2 separate regions of the Hordeum vulgare genome follow, and region 1 is linked to region 2. Evidence: chromatin contacts called from public Hi-C data. All regions are on one chromosome and are shown on one strand. Each heading gives the region's core, a stretch centred on a gene start, on an enhancer-like site or on the middle of the called end of the contact. The rest is flanking DNA. Distances are from core to core; before and after follow the strand shown.

The links. Hi-C and Micro-C count contacts between places; a contact is called where the count stands out from the background.
Region 1: a contact with region 2 is called in a Hi-C map of leaf, with 5 times the contacts expected there. The contact joins the promoter of LOC123396314 here to the promoter of LOC123396036 in region 2. A contact is called at or near these places in 2 of 6 Hi-C or Micro-C datasets (leaf and seedling) and 1 of 1 datasets of contacts at active chromatin or transcription factors (embryo).

Annotation. Positions count from the first base shown.
Region 1 is chr5H:36,657,073-36,659,772 of MorexV3_pseudomolecules_assembly, forward strand. It overlaps LOC123396314 (protein NETWORKED 1D-like), which reads left to right and starts at 1,310. Exons shown (of 6, transcript XM_045091279.1): 1 at 1,310-1,574.
Region 2 is chr5H:36,483,585-36,486,429 of MorexV3_pseudomolecules_assembly, forward strand. LOC123396036 (protein tesmin/TSO1-like CXC 5) reads left to right here and starts at 1,295. Exons shown (of 6, transcript XM_045091067.1): 1 at 1,295-1,614; 2 at 1,757-1,822; 3 at 2,553-2,706; 4 at 2,798-2,845. The coding sequence starts at 1,355.

The sequences.
Region 1 (2,700 bases), core at 60-2,559, 170 kb after region 2:
TAAACTATATTACAAAAATTTAGAATTGATATATGGAGTCCTTACAATTTGTTAAAAAATAATCCCGCAAAAATGTTCAAAAAGATAAGATTTTTAAAATAAAATTTAATTTTACTTTATGTTTCTCCCATAAAACCAAAATTTTTGGGCTCAATTCGTTGCTAACCTCAAGTTACAACATGTCTAGCCCAAAAGAAATCAGTATGGCCCACACCTCTTGAGAAGGATTAGGCGTTTATTCTAGAACATAGTGGATGCAGCAACCATGCATTGTTCACCACGAATCCCACTATTTTCAGCCGTTGGATTTAGGATATAAATGGTTAGGATTGATGGTCAGCTCCTATTCAAAACTCATACACTATATTATAGTATAGAAATAGGGTTGCCTTCCATGTGTCAGAATACGCGACTAGATAAAAAATTAAAAAAAAAACAGAAATAAGCTGTCGGACCGGGGTTGGACCGGTGTTTTCCCTCTTCTTATTTGTGAAATCTGAAATACGAGTATCGAATTCAAATCCCCACATAAATGATGTGTGCATTAAGCTGTTCCCTGGACCAAACAGGGCTCATAATCAGATCACACGATCGTGCTTTAAGGAGAAAATAAATTAATGATCGGCCGAGAAAACCAGACCATGGTACGCATGGATAAAGATAAATGAAACGCGTACAGCACAGTACGACCGACCGACCGATCGATCGATCATCAAGCCGCCTTTACCCACCTACCGTTCTCTCCTCCCTTGTGAACTGCCAAGGACCAGTAAAAAAAATTGTACTGCTACTCCCCTGACGGAAGATCCACATCCGGGGTGAAATGAAAACGAAAATGAAAACGAACTGATATTATCTTTTTTTTTACTGCCAACGTTCAGTAGTCCTCGTCCGCCACGGACGCCGGCAACGTTCACGCGGATCAACCACAACGGTAACAAAGTACAGTAAGTAGCTCCACACTGCCGATCTTCTTTGACTGATGCGCCGGTGGGTGCTAACCTCTGCCCTTGACTTTTCCACTAGAAAAAGACAGTAAAAGTAATAGTAAAAACAATTAGTAGGAAAAGTAAACAAGCAAGCCTGGCGGAGAAGCACACCCAGGCACTGTTCCCCCTGACACCCTGTTCCGGAGTAGCATAGCATCAAAATATACCGTCCCACAAGATCGTACCGCTAATCGGCCTTAATCTTTGTCCTTACCCTTTAATATTCACCAATAATATTATAAGCAAACAATTAATAATAGTACTACCCATCACGCCGCCCGGACCCTTTCCTCCTCCTCCCCACACCCACACTAGTACCGCCGCTTCCCTCTGCTCTGCTCCTCCATGATTGCATTCACTCCTGCCCGTCACACACACACACACACTCTCTTCTCCTCTCACTCCCCCTCCCCTCCTTCCTCGGGCGCGTACGGGGTGGGTTCACGTGTAGGATGATGATGATGGCGGCGGCCTAGGCTAGGGTGGACGGGTTCCAGCAGCTGGATCTCCGCAACCCTGAACGGCTCGCGGCTGCGGCGGCGGCGGCGCTGAGGCCCCCAAGATCCTCTCCTGCTGCTGCTCGAGGTACGTCTCGATTTGGGCGCCGCGCAATCTCAGGCGGCAATGTGGAGGTTGTGCCGGAGAAACGTAGGTTTCTCGTGGATTCCGTGGGGGCGCTTCCGGCTATTTTTAGCCGGGCCGTTCCGTTCCTCGGCCGGAAATCTGCTTGTGCTGTTCCTCGTGCCGTGCCATGACGGCGATGCCTTCCCGTATAACCCCCGTTCCAGAGCACGCCGGGCGACTGCCCATCTTTTCCTGCCAAAAAAGCTGTGGTTTCACTTCGGGTTGGCTGCTACAGGGCGCCTTTTTCTCCCGGTGTGGTGACGGTGGGCTTCTTCTCCTCTCTTCTTCTTCTTCTTCTTCTTCTTCGGGGTGGATGGATGGATGTGACGCGGGGATCTCGCTCTCTGCCTCCTCTTTAGGAAATGCGGTAATTTCCTGGACCCCGTCCCATCTGGAAATATCTCCAGATTTTCTTCTTCTTCTTCTTCTTCTTCTTCTTTCTTTGGATTGCCCTTTGATTTGATGGCGCCGCTGGTTCCCTGTGATTCCGGGTTCGTTCGTCCCCTTTTCATGCCGCTCGCTCGCTTGTGATGCCTATCACTGCTGTCGACGGCCAGTTTCCCCCTCTTCGCGGCCGGGTGGGTGGGTGGGTTTCTCGCTGCGTCTCTCCTTTCTGTTGTTGGTGATTCGAGGCCTAGGTTAGTTGGTGAGTGATATCCTCCCGTGTTTGTGTTGGTTGGGTGGCTTCTCTTGTCACCGCCCTCCTTCTCCTTCCATCTAGTACCATCCTGCATTCATTTGTGTTGGTGGGATTAGTAGCCTCCATCTTGAAGGATTTTTTGTTCTTGTGATTTTGGTGTGTCAAGTGGGATTTTAGCCATTCTTGTTTCTTGAGGTCAGGCATCTGCTTCTTCTTCTTCCTGGAGTGTTTGTTTTTCCAACCTTGCTTCACTTCTTCCTACCTTGTCTTGCAGTAGCAGTGTTCTGGTAAATCCATGCCCCCTTTCCTTCGCTTCAACTTTTTCTCTTGGCATGGCATTGCTTGGATCATCAACAAGCTACTGGAATCCATGAAATTCGCGTCTATTCCCCCACTGAACCCGACGACTTGCGGCGGCAATCTTGGCACGTTTTCTGAGCTTGGAGA
Region 2 (2,845 bases), core at 45-2,544:
TCTTCATCCATTGCTTCACAAAGATCACATCTTTGCGATGCACTTGATACGACGGTATTTCTAAGTGGCATGATCAGGGATAACCTTAGTACTCTCCACGAGAAAACCTCAACTTTCGAGAGAACTTTGAGCTTCCAAAGAGCAAACCAAAGTCGAGACTCTAATAATGAAGTTCATGCTACCGCCCCTTCCTCTGAAGCACATTGCCCATTCCGAGTCATGAGAGCACAATAGGTTGTTTTAACAGAATACCCCCTGATCTTTCTAGAACCCAAACCAAGTTATCTTCTCCAAGCCATAGACCGAAGCGGGATCTTAAGCATAGCAACTGTGTGAGGTACAAGATTTTTTTTCTCGCAACCTAGATACCCCATCGTTTAACATGATCATCAATGAGATCCAAGACATACATCAATAGGGCGTTACCTGAGGCGCCCCATCGGCTTGAAAGTAGTTGTTGTGGCCTTGCGGGGATCTATATGTGCATTAGTCTTTGCAAAACTAAAATGCTTACACTAGTACAGTAGATGTTTTGAAAGTATAAATTACACAATGCTCACGAAAGTCTTCAAATTTTTTCTTCGTTTTTGTTTCACGCTTGCACTTAGCAGTTTTGTTTCGAGTTTATAAGAGTAGTACATGCGCGAACACTCGAAACATAAAAACACTGATTAACTAATACCCCTCCGTTCACTACTAGACATGTTTTAGATATTTTAATATAGACAACATACAAAATAAAAATAATGAAACAAATACACTAAAACACGTCTACATACAATCAATTTATGAAGGAAGTTGCTACTATGTCTGATCCATATTAATTGTTCTTGATTTAGTCTAACGGTAGTAAATCAATGATAATTAATATGGTAAATCAATGACAATTAATATGGATCAGGGGAGTAGAACATTTTATACTAATAACCGAAGGGAGTATTTTGTACAATTGCCAGCTAATTTCACAAAATAACACAGAATAATTCAGAACTGGGGCAATGAAGATCACTCATGCCTGTTTGTAAGAAAAGAAAACAAGAATGAAAACAGCTCAAAAAAAAAAAAACAAGACCACTCAGGGTCACGGCCTTCGTACATCCGCCGCCGTAGAAAATCAGGAGTGAATCGGGATCAAAAGAGGACCCACCGATCTGGACCCTCCAGCGGGCCGTCCCGAATCCTAAAGCCCTCCACGCGCCGTCCGATCCACCTCCCCCTGCGCCTTCCTCTCCAATCCCACTCCGCCTCGTTCACTCCTCCACCTCTCTCCCCCTCCCTCTCCCCCGCCCGACTCGCCACCACGGCGAATCCACCGCCGCCTCCGCCGATCGGGCGGCCGCCGTCGCCCTACCCGATGGCGGCCGCGGGGGATCCAGAGGAGCCCCCGAGGCCTCCCCCGCCGCTCGAGCCCCCCGGATCCGAGGCCCCCCCAGACGACCCCGCCCCCGCCCCCGCCCCCGTCCCCGTCCCCGTCCCTCCCCCGCCTCCCGCCCCGGCTCCGGCGCCCCCTGCTACCGAAGCCATGGCGCTCGTCTCCGCTCCCGCGCCCGCCGCGGTGTGGACGGCAGTGTCGCCGCCGGCCGAGGCGAACGGGAGCTCCGACAGGAGGAAGAAGTCGGTACCCTCCCTTTTTTTACCCTTTTCGGCAAAATTTGGGTTTTGCCTCCGATTTCCTCTTTTGGTTCGTTGCGTGCTAGGTATTTCCTCTGGGATTCCCTCTCACCAGCCTTCCATTCTCTCTCCTTTGTTTGGTCAGGAGGAAAGCGGAGGACGGCGAAGGGTGCAGGACGTGCAGCTGCAAGAAGTCCAGGTGTCTGAAGCTGTAAGTTGCGCGATTCTTCCACTGTTCTCGCTAGTAATGCCGAATGCTGCAAGTGTCCCGTCGTAGAACGCCAGAATTCAGCGAGGGGGGTGATATATCGAGCTTGCGTTCTCAGTACATCCCTAATTGTTTAGGATGCAATTGGCATTTTGATCCGGCACTAGTTCAGTTCGACATCTGCAATGAGTCCGGTGCTTTTTTTTAGCAACTCTAGATTCGCATTTCAGATGTTTGATGGATAAGGCGCCCAATGTAGCCAATCGAGACCCCTAGAGATTTTGACACTCTATTTGAGCCATGTTTACCAGCTCTATCTGAACATGCGTACAGCTTAAAAAAACACGACTTTATCCACACAGGTTGAGTTGTTGTTTCAATTTTACGTTCACCTGTACTTACTAGTTACTGATACAATGCCACACACTTGAAGCACAATTAAGATTAGTAGATTGGCTGGGATTCTGGTCTAGCTGTACATAGCATGCGTGTTAGTGCCATGTATTGCTTCACAGCACTCTTGCCATGGAGGGAACCGAGTTTCAGGCAGGGGGTGGTGATGCATGGAAAAGATGGGGAATGCTGATTTTTGCACGCACTGATGCACCCACCCTGCACACACAAACATACACCTAACCACGCTAATGCATGCGCACAACATGATTTATGATTTGTTACTGCTAAATTCAAGTTGCTTCTTGTTGTACTGACCAATTGCTTTATGCTGTGGCAGTTATTGTGTGTGTTTTGCTTCTGGGTCACATTGTTCTGAATTATGTGGCTGTGACCCGTGTTATAACAAGCCCATTCATGGTGTTCAACAGAATACACCACCAGGCTTGCCTTTGCAAGTTGTTCGAACAGCAGAGGCTGGTCAAAATTCAGCGGTATAAATCTTTCAAACATGACTGTAAATGTATAACTATTGCCTTGTTCTATTTTTGACAATCCTGCTACTTTTTTTTTTATTTTCTCAAGGAATTTGCAAGATACCAAATGGATTTTTTTAGAAGAAAATGCACTTGC